Linked DNA regions of Mus musculus: regions 1, 2 and 4 are each linked to region 3. Evidence: chromatin contacts called from public HiChIP or PLAC-seq and promoter capture Hi-C data. All regions are on one chromosome and are shown on one strand. Each heading gives the region's core, a stretch centred on a gene start, on an enhancer-like site or on the middle of the called end of the contact. The rest is flanking DNA. Distances are from core to core; before and after follow the strand shown.

Region 1 (5,455 bases), core at 1,794-4,293, 1.7 Mb after region 3:
AGTTCAGTCACCAAGGCATAGCAGTCCAATGCCAACCTGCTCTACATTAAGGCTCTGAAGAAGAGTTGAAGGGGACTGGGTGTGGTGGTGTAAGCCTTTAATGCCAGCACTCAGGAGGTGGAAGCAGGTGGATCTCTTTGACTTTAAGGCCAGACTGGCCTAGCAAATTCCAGGACAACCAGGGCTATGCAGAGAGACCCAAACAACACAAAAAAGTTGAAGGATTTGATGATAGGGCCAGGGTCTTCAGCAAACTTCTGACATTTTTCCAGATACCATTTACTATAAACATCATTCTGCCTTCATGTTATTATTGGGCACTATTTCTGCAAGCTATTGTGTGCGGCTTGTAGAAACAAAAACAGTCATGTTTCCTCACAATCCTTTACACCCTCCAACAATGTCCCACACAGTACCCTCCACATAATGGTACTCCATCTGTGTTGCTGACATACAAGTTCCTTCAGGCACTGGTGCTGATCTATAAGAACTACGACATAGTTCTTACATAATAAAACCAGCAGCTAAGTATGATGCTGTATGCCTACATTCCCAATGTAGCTGGGGGGCCGAGACAAGATTCATTCAAATCATGGGCCGCATAGTACTAGGCCAGCCAGGGCTACCTATACATTAGCAGGATCCTATTTCAAGGGGAGGAAACACTTACCTATTTAATATATGTATGTGAATAGATAGTTAATATGATGTAACATCTGTGCATGTAAAGAGACACTGTGTTCAAACAGGAAATTAAATGGTTGCTTTCTTGACCAAAATTGGATTATTCACGAACACTGAAGTTGCAAAAGAATGGCAGGTAGCAAATCACACTAGATCACCAGGAGAGGAGGCAGACTGAAGAGAACCCAGGGAGTCCCCGAGGCCTGCGTTAGGTAAGCTAGTGAGACATGGCAAAAGCAGCCTTTGTTAGAAGTCATTCTGGTTGTGGTGTCTGCAGTGAAGCTCATATTCTCAAGGCCAGAGCAGGGTGATGGGCGGATTACAGACAGGCTAGCTACCCTAACCACAGGGCCCAAGCCAAGGACTCACACCTGCCACGCCCTTCCAGTTCTTCCACTAAGGCCCACCTTCTTATTCAAGACCCTGGCCTCTCTCATGTCAGGCCAGGGCCCCTTACTATTCCCATTCTCCTTGAAGAAAGTGTGGTCTCTGCCTTACCCCCACTGAATCCCTGCTCCATGTCCGTGTCCTGCAGAAACCGAAGCTCTGGGGAAAGACATTCAGACTGGTTCTCCAAAGGCTGGAAGTGGCCCCTGGGTGACTCTGCGGCTTCTTGGGATGTTACCTCCTCCATCCCTGTTCAGGGGACAATGACCATCACTGCAGGGTGAGAGTGAGAAGAACTGCTTAGTAAGTTAAAATGTCCCATAATCTCATATTCTCAGGACTTGGCAAACTATTCTATATATGATAGACTTTGTTAAAAAGACATTTTTTTAAAGCTAGTGTTTCTCTGTGCAACAAAGCCCTGGCTGTCCTGGATGCTCTTTGAAGACCAGGCTGGCCTCAGACTCACAGAGACTTGCCTAAGGGTTGGGATTAAAGACCAGCACCACCACACTCAGCTAAAAGCAGACTTTAAAAAAAAAAAAAAAAAACCAGCCTGAAGGTGGTAGTACAAGCCTTTAATTCCAGCACTGGTGAGGCAGAAGCAGGTAGACACGAGTTTGGAGCTAACCTGATCTACATTCCAAGACAGCCAGTGCCTCAGAAAGAAACCCTGTCTAGAAACCCAGCCCCACTAGATTTTAGTTGTCACAGTCCACAGACTTAAGTTTCTCTAAATGTAATTAAGTAAAGTGCATGGTAATTAGGGCCCAAGAAGGGTTTAAAACCTAAAAAGTTACCAAAATAAACAAAAAGAAAAACACAGAAGCAGGAGATGCCTGTAATTTAAGGGTAGAGTACTTCCTAGTATGCACAAGGCCCTACCTTCAATCCATAACAACCTCCCCCTTCACAAAAAAACAAACATGAGTACCATTCGGTTTCAAAACTTAAAACCCAAACAGGAAGGTGTAAGAATTCGATATTACTCAGACTCTACTGAACAATCCCAAATCTGTGGTTTAAAATATATGTGTGTGTGTGTGTGTGTGTGTGTGTGTATCGCTGGGCGTGTAATCCCAGCTCTCGGAAGATTTAGACAGGAGGTTCAGAAGTTCAAGGTTAGCCTCAAAGCTGTCTTTTAAAAACCCAAACCAAAACAACAACAACAACAACAACAACAAAATAGCTACCATTAAAAGAATTTTTTTCAACACAGTACAACTGCGTAAACCTTTCCATGGAGCGTCCTAAGTAATTTAGAGGCTCAAGCTGAGACCCAGTGAAACACGCCAGATAAGATTACTCATTGTTTTTCTCAAAAGCAGGCCCCTTAGGAATCATGTGGTAAGCGGTAAGGCCGTTCTGCATTACTCAATGGGCCCCGATGAATAATGATACAACTCACTTAGGAGACAGACCCTTAGGGCAGGCTGGTCGAGCCACCTGCGCGCAGCACGAGGGAGGGCTGCGAGGAGCCTGGTGTCCTTCAGATCCAAGGACGAGCCCGGGTTCCGTCCACCGTCCACCGTCCACCGCCCTCCGCCAGGCTCCCGGCCCGTCCGCAGGCCTCGCCCAGAGCCACCCTCCGCCTACCTCTCTCTTGGGCAAAGGTTCGGTCCCCAGAGGGCGAAGCGGGCCACAAGACCGAGCTGCCACCCGGGCCCGGCCACTGGGTTCGCACCACGGGGCCACCCCGGCTCCCCGGGCTCCGCGACGAACCCGGGAAGAGGGGAAAACAGGGCCGCGAGCCCGGCCTTCCGCGCGCCCCAGCTCCGGGAACAGCCGTCAGCCCGCACGCGGCGCCTCCTGCGCGTCCGCCCCGCGGGCCAAACAAGCGGTCGCTCCCACGGCGACGCGACAACGGTTCCCCGGGACTCACCCAGGTGGAGAGGCGGGCCTGGAGACTGTCCCGTCACGGAGGCGCTCCTCGCTCAGCTGCACCAGCCTGTCCGGGGCCACTCTCTCGACTGCCAGAAGGCTGACGCCTTACGTCACTTCCGGCGACGGAAGTCCACGGGAGGGCGGTCCCGGGTGAGGTTCCCGGATGAAGAGCAGGGGTGAGGGTGTCCCGGGTCGAGCTGTCAGCTGACGGACACGGGATGCGGTCTCGTGGGTGGGGTCCGCAGCATCGCTAGATAAGGCCTTAGTTGCTGTTGTGCTTCGCTTTCTCGAGGTCGCACAGCCCTCCCTGCTGATTAGGGCGCATCTTACACCAGGAGGGCGACAGAGGTTGGGAAAGAACTCCCGACTCCTCCCGGGCCGCAAGAGCGTGCAGGAGGATTCCTAAGCAGAAGATGAAATACCACCCTCGTGTCTAATACTGGTTTGGTCCGGCTTTATTTCTCCTAGGAAGTGCCTGACCCCAAATTGCCCACAGAAAGGGACATACTAGGTGTTGCCCTGCCTGGAAGGGACAAACGTTTTCCCCAAGAGGATTCGCCCAAGGTCACCAAGATTTTCCTGTCAGGCCCTACTTTGAGTCCCACCCTTTCCTTCATGTTTGATTCTTTGCCTACCATGAGGTGAGCAACTTCTTCCAACAGGAGTTCTTCGCTGTGTGCAGCTTCACTGTAGACACAAAGGGAGCAAGTTTAACTGAGAACTGTTTGAAACTGTGACACAAAAATCTCTCCTCAAGCTTGATTATCTCAACTATTTTTGCAATAGTAGATGCAAAGCCAAGACTCCCATAATTTTGTTCCCCTGGAAATTAGTGAAGCTCAGAATCTTGTAATTTACAATCTTATAATTATCTAGTATTAGGAACAACTGCTACATAAATCAAATATTTTAAAATACTGCCCAAGGGCTGAAGACGTGGCTCAGTGTTGAAGAGCACTGTTGCACTTCCAGAGTACAAAGGTTCGCTAAGTTCCCAGAACTCAAACTGTGGCTAACAACCCTGTCACTAGGTTCTAGAGGTGGATCTAATGCCCTCTGACCATGGGAGACGCTGACCACCCCAGGTGAACATATATGCATGCAGGCAAAGGATACACATATAAAAAATTATTTGGCTTGGAGAAATGGCTTACCAAGTAAAAGCCCTAACTGTTCTTGCAAAGGACCGGAGCTCAGTTCCTAGTTCCCACGGTGGCTCACAACCAGTGTAACTCCAAATCCAGAGGGTTGGATGGTCTCTCTTGGGCTCCTGTCACACATTTGGCACAGTGCACACATATGCACACACATACACACACAAAATAAAAATAAATCTTAAGGGAAAAAAAAACTGCCCACAACAGGTGTGGTAGCCTATGTGGTGGTCTATACCTGACAGGTGGATCTCTGTGAGTTCCCAGACTAGTCTACATAGTGAGTTCTACACTATCCGGGGCTACATACACCCTGATCAAAAAAAAATTTTTTGAGGATTTATTTATTTTATGTATATGAGTATACTGTAGCTGTCTTCAGACACAGCGGAAGAGGGTGTCAGATCTCATTACAGATGACTATAAACCACCATGTGGTTCCTCGGATTTGAACTCAGGACCTCTGGAAGGGCAGTCAGTGCTCTTAACCACTGAGCCATCTCACCAGACCCCAAAATTTTTTTTAATTAAAAAAAAAAGAAGAAGAAGAAAAGAAAGGAGGAGGAAAGAAGAAAGAAACCAGGGCTCAGGGCTCATAATAGGGTTTTTTAAAATGTCTGTGTGTATCTCAGACAGTGGTGGTGCACATATTTAATCCCAGCACCCTGGAGGCAGGAGGGAGACCTCTGAATTCCAGGACAGCCTGGTCTACAGAGTGAGTTCCAAGACTGTAGAAAGAATTCTGGAATTTTGGTTTCTTTAAACATACAGGGGGAGGGGGGAGGGGGGAGGGTGGTGGGGGTGGGAGAGAGAGAGAGAGATTATAAAAATGTCTTTTCATTTTAATCCCAGGTGTGGGGATATAGGGCTGCTTCAAACTGGTCACAACAGCTGACTGTGGTTTGCCTTGGGCTCTAGCAAAAGCATAGTTTTGCCAGCTGCAGGTAGTTTCTGCAATTGTGAGACATTTGAAATTCTGGCTACTTTCATAGGGTATATAAATGCTAGGGCCCCACTAGGCATGGTTGGTTGTTGGTCACTCAGGTAGGTTGGTTGTGGTTTGTTAGTAGTTGTGCCCAAGGAAGAAACAAGAAGAAAGATAGAGTTCCGTGAATCTAACTTCTCTCTGGCCACCCTATCTTTCTCTCTCGCCTATGGAGTGACAAGGGGTGAAACTGGGGCCAGGGATAAAGAGTGTAAAAAAGAAGAACCCAGCCGCGCAGTGGTGGCGCATGCCTTTAATCCCCAGCACTTGGGAGGCAGAGGCAGATGGATTTCTGAGTTCGAGGCCAGCCTGATCTACAGAGGGAGTTCCAGGACAGCCAGGGCTATACAGAGAAACCCTG
Region 2 (5,747 bases), core at 1,246-3,745, 1.5 Mb before region 3:
GTCCTGGAAATCTCTTCATAAACTAGGCTGGCCTCAAACTCAGAAATCTGAGTGTTGGGATTAGAGGGACGAACCACCACTGCCCAGCTCAAAGGGTTGGCTTTCGATCAAAATCACAGGGGCTGGGGAGATGGTTCCACGGGTAAGAGTGCATTGCACGAGGACCCGTTTGAATCTCACACCCACTTTACAAGCTGGGAATGGCTGCATGTGCCTTTAACCTCCAAACTGGGAGGCAGAAATGAGCAGATTACAAGCATTCGCTGACCAGGCAGCCTTACCAAAAAGTGATGAGTGTGGGGGCTCATTGAGAGATCCTGCTTTATGTCAGTAAGGCAGACAGTGATAGAAGGATACACTTGATATCATGTTTTGGCCTCTGCATGTCTGAACACTGACATGTGATATGTGTGCAACACACACACACACACACACACACACACACACAGAGTCAAATAACAAAACTATGGTTTAAAGATCTTAATTGTAGCCAGGCTTGGTGGCACACACGTTTAACCCCAGCACTTGGGGAGGCAGAGGCAGATGTGTCTCTGAGTTCGAGGCCATTCTGGTCCATAGAAAGTGAGTTCCATGAGAGCCAGGGCTGCATAGTGAGATCCTGTCTCAAAAAAAAAAAAACAAAAACAAAAACAAAAACAAAAACAAAGCAAAACAAAAGCAGTAAAGCTGAAGTTGGTCTTCTAGATAGGAATGAGCTGAAGAAAGCAGGTAGAAGTTACTGTCTCTGCATAGTAGAGGCAGGGAGAAGGGACAATAGAGAAAAAGCTGCCTAATATCTGGTTGATCCAGCTTGCTCTTTTTGGTTAAGGGTTTATGCACAGAGAATCATTACATAAACTGGTCATCGCTAATTTCCTAATTTCTTGAGAGGTCAGTTTAGCTTCAGCTTATTGGTGTGGGATTTTATTACCCGTGACTCCGTTTTTTGATTTTCAGCTTGTTTGACGGGACCTGTATCACACCAAAATCCCAGACGAGGACAGGGCAAGCAGTTTTTAAGAGAACGTAAATTTTCATAAGCAGTAGTGTGCCGATTTGTGGAGGACACACAGTGAATAGCGTTCGAATTCGGAGTCAGATACTCATCTGGTGCTGAAGGCAAAGCTGGTGGGCGCTGAAAGATGGGAGGTTTCCCTCTGTGAGAAGGGGGCACCTGGTAAAGATTCAGGAGACCTCCCTACTAGATTGGCAGGAATCAGTTCATCACCGCATGATTGACACTTACTTCTGTTGGCTGTTGGAAAACAAAGCATGTTTGATGCCTTGTTATTATCACAAACGCTGTTAGAAGTGCTTTAATGTTATCTTACAAGTGTTAGAAGTGCTTTAGTGCTATCCACCTCCCTCTACGTATTCATTAAGACTTTTTGGCTGGGCAATATAAATTAATACATCGTTAGTTTAATTCTATGGGAGTATCAACAGCTGTGGCTGACAATGAATCCCTTTACTGATAAGGCACACTTGAGAACACACATAGCATCCACCTTCTCTTTTCTCTTTTTCTTTTCTTTTCCTTTCTTTTCTCTCTTTCTTCCTTTCTTTCTTTCTTTCTTTCTTTCTTTCTTTCTTTCTTTCTTTCTTCTTTCCTTCCTTCCTTCCTCTCTCTCTCTCTCTCTCTCTCTCTCTCTCTCTCTCTCTCTCTCTCTCTCTCTCTCTCTTTTTTTAACAGGATTTCTCTGTATAGCCCTGGCTGTCCTGAAACTCACTCTGTAGACCAGGCTGGCCTCAAACTCAGAAATCCACCTGCCTCTGCCTCCCAAGTGCTGGGACTAAAGGTGTGTGCCACCACTGCCGGGCTTCGATATAATTCTTTATAAAAACTTTTATCTTATGCATATTTATGGTTTACCTGTGTATGTCTGTGCATCACATTCAAGACTTACAGATTAGTTGTGAGCCCCCATGTGGGGAGTCAGAACTGGGTCCTCTGAAAGGGTTGTCAGTGTTAACCGCTGAGCCATCCCTCAGCCCTATAGACTGTAGTTCTCGATTTTGGAGCAGAGATCAGAAGGAACCCTGAAGACTAGATTTGGGTACTAAACTTGGGGAGAGTCCCGCGGGTGTGAACTGCCTGAACTGTTCTGTTGGCTATGTGGAGGAACTACCTTGTATCAAAGGGAGGCTTGCAGGTTCTGGGGCCCTTCCTGACCAAGGCGGAGGCTAAGGCGTTAGCTAGGGCACAGCCGTAAAGTAGTCCAATGTCAAAAGAAGATTTACAACTAAGTCCAAAAAAAAAAAAAGTCTTTAAAATGTGTCTTACATCCAGTTTGGAGCAAGAAACCTGGTCGTCAGCTGTCCGTGGCTCCCCAGGAGGGGGCTCGCACCCCTCAGCCTGTGCCATCAGCTCTGACTCAAGCTCAGTTGCGGCTGCGGAGGACCAAGGGCGCGCGCGGGAGGCGCCCAAACCGGCGGGGAAGCCCGGTCTCGGGTGTCCCCGCCCACAGGGGCGCGGCCGCGCGGCGCTGTCATTGGTGCCCTGGAAGCTGACGCGCAGCACTGGCCGTGGCCGTGGGGCCCGCGGAGGGCGGCGCGCGGCTGATGAAACCGGCTCGGATTCCGCCCGCGTGCGCCATCCCCTCAGCTAGCAGGTGTGAGAGGCTTTCTACCCGCGGTCTCCACACAGCTCAACATCTTGCCGCCTCCTCCGTGAGTACGCGATCCTTGTGATTGCCCAGGAAGCTCTGAAAGCCTGAGTCACCTCGGTGTGCGTGTGTGTCTGTGTGTGTGGCCTCGGGTGGCGTTTCAGGCAGGGCGAGGGTTCTTCTTATCCTCTCCATCTCCGGGGGATGGGTGCGTGGGGCGGGCACCAGTGTTCCGGTCGCCTCCTCCGAGTCCATCTTGGTCCTTTGCAGGCGCGGCGTGGTGCATGATGCAACAGCGGGAGGGAGTGAACACGGGCGACCCGGGTGACGCCCGCCACGCGTGGCGCCGTGTGTAGGCTCCACGTGGGCGCGGGGACCCATCTACGCAGGCTGCCCCGGGTGGCATCCGGAGTCACGGCAGTCTGGGAGACCTTCCCTTACATGGCGCGGTGCGCGGCACCCCGCCCCGCCACGCGGTCCCGGGCAGTGTCGTCAGCCGAGCCGCGCGCAGGATGGACTCTTGTCAGGTCTCGCAGGCATGACCCGAGACCTGAGATTCCTGTCCTCCGGGTCGCCTCATAGTCTCCAGAGGTCCCTTTGGAGGGACTCCCTCTTGGGTGGGTTTTCCTTGTGACCCGATTCGGCCTGCACAGACTGTTCTTCCAGATGGTGTGGAGTGGGAGGAAGTTCTTCCGGCTCCGTAGACAACCTGTGCTCCGTGTGTTTCTGTCCAGTGGAAGACTTCCTGGGCACGATCAGGTCACCAGCCAAGGGTGTCCGCAGAGCAGTCCAGTGTCGCTCGCTCCAGCCCACTGCTGTGTGGACTTGTGTGTTAAGATAGCCAGACATGTGCTGGGATAGGCAGACATGTGCTGGGATAGGCAGACATGTGCTGTCAGGAAAACAAAACAAACTAAAAAACTACATTTCCCAGCACCCACAGTTATACTCTCACGTGCAGGAGGACAGGGTTTCAACCATAGGTGTATTTCTTCTAAAGGTGAGTAAACTTTCACTAGAATCCGGAGCGTTATCTTCTGCGTTATCTTTTGGTTGACTGTCTTAGCTGTCATGGAGTCAGCTGGTAATTGGGATTTTTGTAACATTTCTTGCCCTTCATGTGTGGTTAAGATAATAGGAAACCTCGACACAGTCATCCCCCTGGTATTTTTAGTTGGTCTCAATGGAAATTATTATTTTGACTAGAGCACACCCTTCTGCCACTAAAACAAAAGGGCGTGACTCACGAGATCAGAATAGACATTTAGAGGGGGAAAGTCACCCCATGAATTGAAACAGCTCTGAAAAGTTTAGCGTTTTGAGATCATGTTTTACTTAAGGGTGAAATTTAGAGGGTATATAAGGGAGGGTGGGGGGGGGTGAATAAACCAAAGGAACTAGTTAAGTAGAGATAAGAGATACCCCAGTGGCTAGGGCTGAATCTCACAGCCCCAGGGCTCTTTCTTGGCCCATAATTACAGGTTTTAGATTATTATTATTATTTTTTAAAGGTATGAAGACAAGCTGGCTCCCTTCGGGATTTCTCTTCTAAGACACATGGTCATTATTATATTTGGTAGATCAGTTTCTCCCCACCCCCACCTCACCCTGTGCTCCACCCACAACCCAGCTTCACAACCAGCCTCAAACTTGCTACTTTGCAAAAGATGACCTTGATCCTTTTGCCTCCCACTGTGTCCCTGGGATTACAGGCATTTGCGCGGATCCCAGTTCATGCAGAGCTGGAGAGCGTACCCAGGGGTCTCCTGCACACTCAGCTGCAGGTTTGCACAGTGGGCACCTGACAGGCCGGGTTATTTTTTCTCAGGCCCCAGGACACTTTTTTTTTTTTTGGGGGGATGTAATTAAATGCATTTATTGCTGTTTAAGCCTGCATTCTTTTCATTAGACCCGCCCGGCAGAAATAAGTAACTACATACATGGTCGCATTATGCTCAGGAAATTATGCCTTTCTCCAGAGTTAGAAGTATTTACTAATCCTAGGGAGGAGTATGAAGAAGGAAGACATGGTTAGGGGAAGAAATACCCGGTAACCTGGTGCTTGTCTGGATATCTGTGCCATGTTACCTACAGGCATCTCCTGAAATGTCTTGGTATTTCATCTGGTTCTTAGTCATCACTCCAGGCAGGACCTATAGATAAGACCTTAGAGCGGTGGCTCTCAACCTTTCTAGTGCTGCAACCCTTTAATACAGTTCCTCTTGCTGTGGTCACCGCCAACCATAAAATGATTTCGTTACTACTGCACAAGTGTAATTTTTGCCACTGTTATGAATCATAATGTAAATATATGATATGCAGGGTATCTGATATGGGACCCCTGTGAAAGGGTTGTTTACTCCCCAAAGGGTTGGGAAACCACTGCCCTAGTGTTTTCTTCATAGTTGGCCCCTTGGGGGTGGGGTGGGGCTGGGGACATAGGGAGTGGGTATTTGAGATTCGTGTGTGTGCTTGGGATTAATACCAGGGCCTCTCACATGCAAAACATATGCTAGGGACTGTGTCCCCTGGCCCACTGCCTGGATACATTTTAACAATCCATCCAGTAAGATTGGCTAGGGTTTCTATGTGAGGAGAGAGCAAGATGCTGTACTGAGGGAAAGGGGTAGGCTGGTCAAGAATCCTGTTGGGTGGAAGAGGGACATTCACGCTATTCATTTATATCTAGTCTAAAGGTTTACTTTTATTTATGTGGATGTGTCTGTGTGGATATTTGTCACGTGTGTGGGTACCCCTAAAAGCCAGAGAGTGTTGAATCCCTCGGAGCTTGGGTTACAAGCGGTTGTTGACGTCTGATATGGGTGCTGCTTATAAACTTGGGTCCTCTGGAGGAACAATAGTCTCTCTTAAATGCTGAGCCATCTTTCCAGTCCCGGGAGAAAAAGATTTTGGCAGACACAAAATAAAATGGCTAGTATATTCTCTCTCATTCATTCATTCATTCATTCATTCAAAGACTTGCTGTATAGACCAAACATGAGATCCTGCTGGCTCAGCCTCCAGAATGCTGGGGTTATATGTACACACTACCATGCCTGTCACTGCAAATAACCTTTCAAAAATTTCATTTATTTAGAGACACCGTCTCAGTGTTTAGCTCTTAGCTTCCCTGGCTGGGAC
Region 3 (5,687 bases), core at 551-3,050:
TGTTTGCACCACGGCATACACGTGGAGGTCAGAGGACATCTTCCCAGAGTGACTTCTTTCCTTCTACCCTGTGAGGTCCCTAGGTCGGGCTGCAAGTACCCCTCTCACTGAGCCATCTCCTCAGCTCTGTGCTGTTAAAAGTCTGACTTGTGGCAGGCAACACCTCAGATTTCCCTCCAGAGACGTGTCCATTCAGAAAGGTGCCTGCCAAACACAGGCACTGTAGAACCAAGTTCCACATCAAAAACACCCCATCGTCCCACAAGTCACCGTGGCACACAGGCTATTGTTCTATGGATGTCCAGCATCTGATAGGCAGGTTAGCCTGCTCCTATGGGGTGCAGGCTTCCCCAGCAAACCCCTTTTCAAGGTGGCTTTGAACCCAGATAGCCTGTCTGCCCAGATCTCTGCTACAGCATCATTTTACAGCAAAGAGGCAGAGGAAAGGTTGCATCTCATCGCAGGTGACCTGTGTCCATACTAAGAGATAGCAGGCACAGAGACAGTTAAATGTGTCACAACAGCTGAAAAAGCTCACAGGTGCAAAGGCAACCGAAGGAAACAGCTCCCAGCCCCAAACACAATCTCCAAGTGGGACCCTGGAGGTGGGGAAGGGGATGCTGTCATGAATCCACAGTAAAGCTATATCATATCCTAACATCCAGTTCTGTGTTTCCCAACTATGGAAATAATCTGAAATACAGGAAAGGTGGCATCAAGCCTTCAATCACAGCCAGTGGACAGGAAGACACAAGTGAGCCACACTGCTCAGCACGGCGTCAAAGAACCTTGTTCAGATCCAGTCCCAGGGCAGGACCCGTACTAATCAAATTATTGTCGAGTTTGGAACAATAAACACAACTTCAAAGCCACGTGTGGTGGTGCACACCTTTAATACTAGCACTCTGGAGGCAGAGGCAAGTGGATCTTTGAGTTCGAGGCCAGTCAGGTCTACAGAGTGAGTTCAGAGTGAGTTACACAGAGAAACCCCGTCTCAAAAAAACAATGATAATAATGATGATGGTGATGAACCACAACTTTTAAGTGTCCACTAGAAAGCAAGCTCTGCCTCGGACACAGGGACAAAGAAAGGCCAAAATGTGGGAACAGAATGGTCAAAGAGAAACAGGGATAAAGTTACAAAGTATGTTATGAGGGACAACAGTGGGTTGGTAAGTCTGTCAAGAGATAGACCAGGGTACAACCAAATATAAGAACCAGGGTAAAGGGCCAAGCAGGAAGGCTTTTCCTGACCACCTTTACCCACAGCCTTAGTACCCGACCAAAGCCCGCCTGCAATTAAAAGGGTGCACACTTGTTGCTTGCAGGAAATCCTGACATCCTAGAATTCGGTCTTTGCAGAGCGCCTGCCCTGCCCTGCCCTGCCCTGCCCTGCCCTGCCCTGCCCTGCCCTGCCCCAGCCAAGCCCAGGACGCAGCCCCTGCGCCAGGCCCTGCCGTGCACACGGGCGGCCAGGTTACCTCCCCCGTGTGTTTGCATAGGTGCGCGTCTAGCTTCCAGGCTTTGTTGTAACTGGCGCTGCAGTCGGGAAAGGAGCAGATGAACCTGCTGGGCAGCGCGGGGCGCGGCGGCGCGGGGCCCTCACAGGCCCCGACGAACGCATCCGCGATGGTCAGCGACGACACCGCTTCCGCGACTGACACCCGCGGCTCCAGGGCGACACGATCGGGCCCGGGCTGACGCGGGGCAGCCACGTGCCGTCCCCGGGAACGCGGGACGCAAGCCACTGGCGCCCGGAGACTTTGAACTTCCGGGAACGCGGCCCGCTAAGGCTCCAGGCCCCGCCCCTTAGCCCCCCCCCCACGCGCGCCACGACTGCGCATGCTCCCAGAGGCCGTAGAGCCCGGTTGCACATGCGCATCCAGGACTCGTCCACGGCGAGAGGCAGCCAGGCTCTGGGCTCTGGTTTCGCGGCTTAGGGAAACGGAAGCGCTGCTTAAACGTCCCAAATATCAACCTGACATGACTTAAGGTGGCCTGTTTTTCACATTCCAGTTTTGCCCTCTGCATCCTGCCACTAGCCTCAGGACATGGTGAATCCCAAGCTTGTCTGCTCCTTCGAGTCACGTGGAATTTTTTTTCAAAATTCCGAAGCCCAGAACTTAACCAGGACCAATTAAACCTTAATTTCTGACAGCAATTGTGCTGGTGTTTTGTCAACTTTCCTTTTGTATCACTGAGTCCTCTAGTGTTTGACGCTGTTTTCAGTTGTGGGATTTCCTCTTTCCCTTATCTTGATTTAATCTCCGTAATGGCAGAGACTGGAAAATACCCTATTCGAATCCTCCCTGGCAAAGTGTAGTGCATCAATGAAGGGCAGAACCGATCTTTCTGCTAGTTGGATGACGACAACCATGGGAAATCTTAAAGCTTGTTTGTTTGTTTGTTTGTTTGTTTGGTTTTGGTTTTTCGAGACAGGGTTTCTCTGTATAGCCCTGGCTGACCTGGACTTCACTTTGTAGACCAGGCTGGCCTCGAACTCAGAAATCCGCCTGCCTCTGCCTCCCGAGTGCTGGGATTAAAGGCGTGCGCCACCACACCCAGCTTTTTTTTTTTTTTTTTTTTTTTTTTAATGAATATCTTTACTGAAGAAGGTTAAAATGTACTTTATTCCAGTCAAACTAATCTACAAGAAAAAGGATTGAATGGAGGGCGGTCTCAACACTGTTGACAGGTCATTCTCTGTGCGGCCCTGTTGGGATCTCATGCTCACGGCCCCCTCTGCTCCTTGTAGTCATGCCCCATGCGCATGTGCAGATTGCTGGCCGGCTCTTCCTTCCTTCCAGTCCCTCTTCCCCTTTCTCACTCTCTTGTCTGCTCTACCCCATCAGCGGACACTCTTCTTTCAGCTCCAGTCTTCTGTCTCTCCTTTTCCCTGAAGATGAGCTTCTAGAAGATTCTGAGATCCCACCCCTGTGACCATTGTTTTCCAAGGATTTTGGTCTCAGTCAAGCAGCCTGGACTTCTTCATCTTCTTTTTCTCCTCCTGCTTGATAACCCTGGTTAGACAATATGGGACCCAGCCAGGATTCAGGTTCTTTCCAGACCCTAACATACCAGTTTCGGGAATGGGGAGTGTGTTTGGGGGAGGGGGGCAGATTGTGAGTCATGAACATGGACAGAACTAGCCCAGTAGTGGTAGTGCATGGCTTTAACCCCACACAGGAGGCAGAAACAGGTGGATCTCTGAATTCAAAGCCAGCTTGCTCTTACAGAGTGAGTTCCAGGACATCCAAGGCTACACAGAGAACCCCTATCTCAAAAAAAATAAAACAAACAAAACAAATAAACATAAGCCATAGCTAGAACTGTTGCATCTCTATTCCAGCTAGTGAAGTTCATTTATTAGCCTTCATCCAAAGTGGCTGGAGATCTTTTTCACTCCTGAATGCTGAACCCAACATGGTTTGCAGGGTGGGTGAGAGCTATGATCCCATCAGAACAGGGCTATTCAAGGAGACTTCACTTCATCCTCAACTTCATGAAGAGCATTCTGCTACTCGGGGTTATTCTTCCCACAAACAATTCCAGATTGCATCCTGTCTCTGTTTATTCCATCAAGACCTTCCCATCCGGCTGACGTGTCACCGGGTGGCACGTTGAGAACCCTTAGCCCTCACCACACCACAGCCCACAACTGAGGAAGACGTCCCTTCCAGAAGCTGCTCCTTCCCGCTCTAGCATTGTCTATGATTAGAAAGAATCATAGAGATCGTTTTTTTTTTTAATCCAACGCTTGAGAGGATAAATATGATACTAAAGAAGAAGTGGCCATATAGTGGATGGGAAAGAAAGTTCTGAAATACTAAATGCACACTAAGAGGCCATTGTCATCAACAAAGTCAGGTGTCTGGTCTTGAGGGGGTAACCAGACAACTGGAAAGGAGAGGGCGTAGAAATGCTTAGGTGTAATGGTGACTCAGCTGCCCCGGTGTAAGTCAGAGGCGTGGGCTTCTGCGACCTGACTCTGCACCCTATTTCTGAATTGACCAGAGTTAACTAATTAATTTCTCTGAAATCCATGTTTTCTGCAAATAACAATTATAATGTCTGTGGCCCACAGTTGTAAGAATTGTATGAAATGATGACCTTGTGTGAGCTACTGTGTTTTAATTACTTAGCCCTGTGTAAAGTAGCTCGCATGGCATTTCCATCTTTCTGAGGAAGGTTCCTCCTTGCCTCCAGTGAAATTCTTGGCAATGGACACTTTTGAAGCTTCTGTGTTGGAGAAGTCTCTATGGTAAAGTACTAACCGTGACCTCTGGCCAGCAGCCAGGTAAGACCCCAGGCCCTAAAGCCCTAGAGGATTTTGCCACAGTCAGTCCTTCATTAAAACATTTTAACCCTGGCCTGTTGTGGTTTAACCCTTGTGCTGTTTTTATTCTAATGTTAATTCTGCTTCCTCAAGAAGGGCTGCCCCAACTCAACTAGATCACTACTCAAGTGATTTCACATGAACATTCTCCCCATTTTAACTGGTCATAAAGGCTAGAGCCTGTGATTAGGCAGTGGAAAGAAAAGGTGGGACTAGAGATTTTTGGGGGGTAGGGTAGAAGGAGGAAGAAGAAGATGGAGGAAGAGGAGGTAGAAGGACGGTGGAGCAGAACCACTTGGCCTGGAGAAGCCTCATAGCAATGGATCTCATAGCTGGGGAATAGAGTAGTGGTAGTAGACCTGCCCAATCTAGGCGTTCAGCTTATAAATATTGTAACTGAGTTGTGTGTTTTTTACACTGGCTTACTGGGGTTGGAGATTTACCACAACACTGGCCGATTTCTTCATTGCAGCCTGGGAGAGACACTGAGTAGAAAAACCAGATGAGGGCTGCGAGATGGCTCAGTGGTTAGAGCACTGACTGCTCTTCTGAAGGTCCTGAGTTCAAATCCCAGCAACCACATGGTGGCTCACAACCACCCGTAATGAGATCTGATGCCCTCTTCTGGTGCGTCTGAAGACAGCTACAGTGTACTAATGTATAATAAATAAATCTTTGGGCCGGAGCGAGCAGGAACTAAGCGAGTGGGGTTGACCAGAGGTCCTAAAAATTCAATTCCCAGCAACCACATGAAGGCTCACAACCATCTGTACAGCTACAGTGTACTCACATACATAAAATAAAATAAGTAAATCTTAAAAAGAAAGAAAAGAAAAGAAAAACCAGCTGAGCCGTGACCAGACTCCTGACCCACAGAAACTGTGTGATTAAAAAGTGCTGGCTGTGGGGCTGAAGGCCTTTAACCCCAGCACTCGTAAGGTGGAGACAGGTGGATCTCTATAAGTTCCAGGAGAGCCAGGGCTACACAGAGAGAGAGACCCATCTCAAAAACACTGAACCAAATACAAAAAATTAAATGCATGTTACAAAACACCATAACAAAAATATGTGTTGGCTTAGACCACTAAGTAAGAGGGGAATTTGCTATTTAGCACAACAAACATTGAAGGGCCAGAGTTTTGTACTTCATAAAATAACTCTAGATCAGGTGGCATTGAACTCTCACACAGGAAAGAATGGCTCAGCAAGAAGGCCTTTCTGGAAACCAGGAGAGACTGACACAGGATTCAGTCATTTTGAAATTTTTATTATTTTATTGGTATGGGTGCATTGCTGGCTCTGTGCGTGTGTATCTGTGCATGTGTGCATGCAGTGCCCACCAAGGCCAGAA
Region 4 (5,591 bases), core at 1,414-3,913, 1.8 Mb after region 3:
CCTAGTGGAAGAATATAATGGAAGATCAAGCAGGCCAGCCCTTAATATGTGACACCTACATAGAATTACATAGGTGCAAGGCCATTCATCCTCACAAACACAGCCAACTCTGGGAGGGCAGCACATCTACAGAGCCAGCATGTGGCAGCAGTCAGCAAGTCCAGAAACTCACCAGAACAAGTCTTGGATTCATAAATAGTTTTCACTGATGTATCAGCGTGGATTTTCAGAAAACAGTAAACTTAAAAAACAAAAACCAGCCAGGCAGTGGTGGTACACGCCTTTAATTCCGGCACTTGGGAGACAGAGGCAGGCGGATTTCTGAGTTCGAGGCCAGCCTGGTCTACAGAGTGAGTTCCAGGACAGCCAGGCCTACACAGAGAAACCCTGTCTCAAAAAAAAAAAAAAAAAAAAAGAAGAAATAAAAGAAAACAACCAAACCAAAACAACAAACCAAAATAAAACAAAAACCAGAAACACCATTTCCTTCTGTCTTCTTTTTTTTTCTTTTTCCCCAGAGGCAGGGTTTCTCTGTGTAACAGCCCTGGCTATTCTAGAACTTGCTTTGTAGACCAGCTTGGCCTCAGTTTCAGAGATCTGCCTGTCCCTCCATCCTGAGTGCTGGGATTAAAGGCAAGAGCCATCACTGAGTGGCTGCAATGGAAGGTGCCTCAGCACGCACTTCTTGTTTGTGGTTGTGTTGGGTATGTCAAGGCCCAGCAAGGCACCTACCAAATCTGGACCTGAGCTTCGGAGGTACCCATGCTATGCACATCCCTGGCTCTCCTAGGGAGACTTTGGCTACTTTGTGGGTTCTTTTATCTTCCACCCTTCTAGTCCCCTAACACTAGATAGGTGAGAAAAAAAGGATGGAAGGGAGAGAGGGGGTGATGTCATTGTTAGACTGCTCCCGGATGATTAGGGAGCAAGTTTGGTCTTTGCTGTCAGGGTATCTAATTTCTTGTTGTTCCTTTTTTGTGCACAACTACTTAACAACTCTCAACCAACCAACAACCCACATTCTTGGGGCCCTAGCATTTATATACCCTCTTAAGAGTCCTCCGAATTCCAAATGCCACACAATGGCAAAAACTATCTGCCATTGGCAGTATCACACTCCTGCTAAGGAATGAGGCAAATCATAGTCAGCTGCTATGGAAAATCTGAAGCAGCCCCAGATCCCATATCTGGGATTAAAATAAAAATATATTCCTATTTCTGTAGTTTTCTGGGTTCTGGATTTTGTTTGTTTGTTTTTGTTTTTTTCCCTTCAAGACAGGGTTTCTCTGTGTAGTCCTGGCTGTCCTGGAACTCACTCTGTAGACCAGGCTGGCCTTGAACTCAGAAATCCACCTGCCTCTGCCTCCTAAGAGCCATGATTAAAGGCGTGCGCCACCACTGCCCGGCTATTTCTGTGTTTTTTAAAGAAACCCAAATCTTTACTTCAAGTGCACACTTGCCTCCACAGGTTTGTGGATCTATTGCCCCACACAAATGTTCCATGGTCTCAAGGCAGTGCCATCAAATTGAGTAAAAACCTAGTGCTTAAAAGGCTAGCCTGATCTATAGAGTGAGTTTCAGGACAGCCAGGGCTATACAGAGAAACTCTGTCTCGAAAAACAACAACAACAAAGAGTAGACATATGTGCAAGGACGACCTGGCCAAAGAGGACAGTTCTGTCTGAATTGAAGCAGCTCCCCCAAACGGAAGATATATCCCACCAGAACAGGAAAACCATCTCATCACATGAAGAGGGACAGTAAATATAGCTCGGTCTAAAGGTTCGCTGGGGGCCTGAGTTGGGACAGGTGACCCGGAGGTGGGGTAGTGAGGAAAACGGACAATTCCAGGACAGGGAAGGATTTCCCAGGAGCTAGACTAAAGCAAGCCTGGAATATGAGGGTCTACTTGGAGTCTTCGACAGTCAGATACACTCAGACTCTTCTACCGCCTAGTTCTGATGAAAGTAGAGAGGAGCACGCTAAGAGGTGGAAATGGGGGACATTCTAAGACTTTGCTGAAGTTGGAGCAGGATGGGAGAAGGCAGTTCCACTTCAGGATGACACGCGTTCACTGGAGAATTACGCGAACAACCGACACAGTCCTGCTGTCCCGAGGATTGCCACGGAGCAGTCCCCGGGGATCAAGGATCCAAGGAAAGGTCTCCCCGAGTTCAAGTGACACCGGGAAGTCCCAGGACGGAAGCGGAGGAACTAGGCGAGGGTCCCGGGTTCCAGGGCCCAGGGCTGGGGTAACCTCTGGTCAGAATCAGACTCGCCCACCCACCCGCCGGGCCCCGCACTCACTATCCATGCCGGGGAAGGGCAGCGGCTGCGCCCCGAGCTGCTGCTCCACGGCGATCTCCAAGTCGAACTTGATGTGATCTACGCTGGCGATTATTTCCTGCATGGCGGCGGCGGCGGCCTCGGGCCCAGCTCCCCCTCAGGTCTCTCAGCCGCTCTCCGCAACTCACGCTACCTCTCCCCGTCCCCTTCTCGCTTGCCGCCACCGCCGCCGCCGCAGCCGCCGCCCCGCGAGGGATGCCGGGAGCGCTGGAGCCCGCGCCGGCCCTTTTTTCCCATCCAGACTCAGCCAACGGAGCTCAGAGTCCGGCCACTCCTTCAGGCCTGACTAGCCGCCGACCGATCGCCTGTTTCTTTCGGTTCTGTATCTTACACAAGAGGCGGCGACGCAAGTGCGCCTGCGCGGGATCTCCGTAGTCTGTGCTGAGGGCAGGAACGCTGTCTCTGGAGCCGCGGTCCCTCGACTCTGAGGACGTCTCACTAGGGGCTCGCCGCTTAGAACGCTCAGAGTGAGTTTCTGTTCAACCCTCATAGGAAACCCGGAAGCCGGGTGGAAATTGGACCTGAGGGACTTTGTCCAAGCTCAGATGCGAAAACGGAGGATCTAAAGGCCTGGGGAGAGGAAGCAAGGGGCGACCTAGGGTCCCAGGTCTCTCTGTGGGTGTAGCTCTAATGCAGACGTTTAAAAGTCGGGTAAGGGGGCAGGAGGTGTGGCTCAGTTGGTAAAGTGCTTGCCCCACCACCGCATAAGCCGGTAGTGTTAGTACAGACTTGTAATCCCACTAACTGGCAAGTGGAGGCAGAAGGGTCAGAAGCTCAAGACCAGACTGCATTACATGAGACCCTGGAGAGCGAGTCAACCTAGTAGAGCTAAGCCTCAAAATACCGTCATACCTCTTTTCCCTGTTATTATGTCTTGTTTTTGTTGTTGTTTGTTTGTTTTGTTTTTTTATTAAAGGGCTTCAAAGTAAGCAGGCCCAGCACAGCCTAATAAAAATAGAATGCGAGGGTGAGAGGGTGTAGCTCTGTGAGAGGGAGCATGTGCATATATGTGCCTTCCACACCACTCGAGTGCAGATTAGGGAAAAGCTTGTACCACAAGTCCTTCCAAGTATGTTCAGGAATCAAGCTCAGGTCACCGAGCTCTGCAGTAAGCACCTTTATCTGCTGAGACCCTCTTGAGCCTCTTGTTGTTGTTGTCGAGACTGGGGATCTCTAGGTAGCCCTGAGTAGCGTGGACTCACAGTTGTAGACCAGACTGGCATTGAACTCATAGAAATTCTCCTGCCTCTGTCTCCCTGGTGCAGGGCCTAAAGGCATGGCCCATCACGACTTACTCTTACTTTTTAAAGACAATCTCATGAAGCCCAGGCTGGTCTTGAAGTTGACATTATAGCTGAGGGTGACCCTGAATTTCTGACTCTTTTCTACCCAGCTGAGATAGTAAGTTTGACTGATCTCCCACTCCCCACCCTGCACAGAGCCAGGTCTTCCTAACTCAGAGCCTACCCTCTGAGTAAACTTGTCTCTCTTTTCTGACTCTTTTTAAAAAAGATTTGTTTGTTTATTTATTTATTTATTTAATGTATGTGAGTACACTATAGTTGTACAGATGGCTGTGAGCCTTCATGTGGTTGTTGGGAATTGAAATTTTTTAGGACCTCTGCTCGCTCTGGTAGGCCCTGCTTGCACCAGTAGGCCCCCTCACTCCAGCCCAAAGATTTATTTATTATTATATGTAAGTACACTGTCGCTGACTTTAGATGTACCAGAAGAGGGGGTCAGATCTCATTATGGGTGAGCCACCATGTGGTTGCTGGGATTTGAACTCAGGACCTTCGGAGAGCACGCTGAGCCATCTCGCCAGCCCTTCCTTTCTGACTTTTTATATGGCGTCTGATGCGGTTTCCTTATTTTTCTTGATTTCAGGCTGCAGGGGCTCGAGGCAGCCAGCGATGGACCTCCTAAGACTCTCCCGGCTCTTTTCCGGTCCCCGCCCCATAGGACTGTCTGTCCTTCAACACCTGGATCTTGTTGGATCAACCCGATGGACAGGAGGCAGGGAGGGACCTGCACGGCTGAGAGCTGCCTTCTGCGGCTCCTCCTCCCCGCTGCCCCTGGGCAGCGGGAACCAGAAGGAAATGAGCAGCCTCTGCTCTGACTCCAGTAAGCTCAGCACTGTGGCTCCCCAGGAGGAGGCAGAGGAAGAGAGCTTCGGGAGCCTCTCTGGCAAATTCTCCTCCCGGAGGATATTCCACAAGTCAACGGCCCAGCTCTACAACCTGCAGCTCAAGGAACAGGGTGGTGAGGAGGAAGAACTGGAGCCCAGACCGTGGCGGGGCCGGAGGAACACTCAGTACTGGTACTTCTTTCAGTGCAAACGTCTGATCAAGGAAGGAAAGGTCTGAGAGTGTGCTGTGATTTCATCTTGTGTCCCTGGCCCTTTAAGAATTCTTAGCTGGGAGAACCCTATGACCTTCAGTGTTGGATGCCCCTTGGATTTCTGGGAACGGGATAGGAAATGTATATAAAGCCGGGGGTGGGGACTAGCAGAGTGAGAAGGCAGTTAGTGAAGACACTGTCAGACAGTGGAGCCAGGAGGAGCTGAGCTGAGCTGAGCTGAGCTGAGCTGAGCTGAGCTGAGCTGAGCTGAGCTGAGCTGAGCAGATAGGCTAGCACAGTTGCTATGGCTTGGAGCTGCTAGCATTGGGGAAACTACTGGGAAGGGAATGTTTAAGCAGACTGTTGGGGAACTGAGGGAGGAAGAGGCTGGGCTGGAAACTGAGCGGAGGGCAGGCAGGGAGTTAAGAGAACTGGTAAACAGGTAGGCATTTTACATGAGAACCTTGGGGTTTTCCTTCTGCTGGGTTGGCATTTTATGTGGGGCAGTGCAGCCTTCTCAGCTGTTGAAGCTGGGGTGTTCATTACTCAGTCCTTGGATCTCTGTTATTGCTGTCTGGGTGCAAGTGTGAGTGTGTGTGCCACGGTGCACATGTGGAGCCCAGAGGACGACGTATAGAGCTGGCTTTTCCTTTCCACCTTCATGCACAGCCCAGGGATCGAACTCTGGTCACTTGCGCTGCAGGCGCCTCTCTCTGCTGAACCATATTGCTAGCCCCTTACCTATCTTTAACTCAGTACATGGAGGTAATCCCGTTAGTCTTCTTGTCCGTATCACATTTCCTGGGCTCATGACTTATTCTTCTCTTAACAGTTTGACCTCTAAACTGTTGCCAGCTCTAACTAATTTTCATTCTTTCAAGGCTGTCTTGCTGGGTAGCCCTGGC

Evidence for each region. Promoter capture Hi-C pulls out the DNA fragments that hold promoters and counts their contacts. HiChIP or PLAC-seq counts read pairs in DNA pulled down with a chosen protein or histone mark.
Region 1: a contact with region 3 is called in a promoter capture Hi-C map of stem cell-derived epiblast-like cells, with 4 times the contacts expected there. The contact joins the promoter of Zfp655 here to the promoter of Gtf3a in region 3. A contact is called at or near these places in 8 of 39 promoter capture datasets (the C10 cell line, cranial neural crest, embryonic stem cells and 5 more) and 1 of 115 datasets of contacts at active chromatin or transcription factors (embryonic forebrain).
Region 2: a promoter capture Hi-C map of HPC-7-derived erythroid cells shows a contact between it and region 3, with 4 times the contacts expected there. The contact joins the promoter of Slc7a1 here to the promoter of Gtf3a in region 3. A contact is called at or near these places in 2 of 39 promoter capture datasets (HPC-7-derived erythroid cells and hippocampal neurons).
Region 4: an H3K27ac HiChIP or PLAC-seq map of embryonic stem cells shows a contact between it and region 3, with 3 times the contacts expected there. The contact joins the promoter of Ptcd1 here to the promoter of Gtf3a in region 3. A contact is called at or near these places in 1 of 39 promoter capture datasets (embryonic stem cells) and 4 of 115 datasets of contacts at active chromatin or transcription factors (astrocytes, embryonic stem cells and stem cell-derived neural progenitor cells).

What each region holds. Positions count from the first base shown.
Region 1 is chr5:145,229,330-145,234,784 of GRCm38.p6, reverse strand. It overlaps Zfp655 (zinc finger protein 655), which reads right to left and starts at 3,043. Exons shown (of 4, transcript NM_028298.4): 1 at 2,954-3,043; 2 at 1,183-1,344. The coding sequence starts at 1,318. It also overlaps Gm6287.
Region 2 is chr5:148,396,652-148,402,398 of GRCm38.p6, reverse strand. Slc7a1 (solute carrier family 7 (cationic amino acid transporter, y+ system), member 1) reads left to right here and starts at 2,495. Exons shown (of 13, transcript NM_007513.4): 1 at 2,495-2,670.
Region 3 is chr5:146,944,770-146,950,456 of GRCm38.p6, reverse strand. It overlaps Gtf3a (general transcription factor III A), which reads right to left and starts at 1,800. Exons shown (of 9, transcript NM_025652.3): 1 at 1,482-1,800. The coding sequence starts at 1,676.
Region 4 is chr5:145,164,176-145,169,766 of GRCm38.p6, reverse strand. Ptcd1 (pentatricopeptide repeat domain 1) reads left to right here and starts at 2,663. Exons shown (of 9, transcript NM_133735.2): 1 at 2,663-2,813; 2 at 4,234-4,706. The coding sequence starts at 4,260. Cpsf4 (cleavage and polyadenylation specific factor 4) reads right to left here and starts at 2,554. Exons shown (of 8, transcript NM_001291248.1): 1 at 2,308-2,554. The coding sequence starts at 2,410.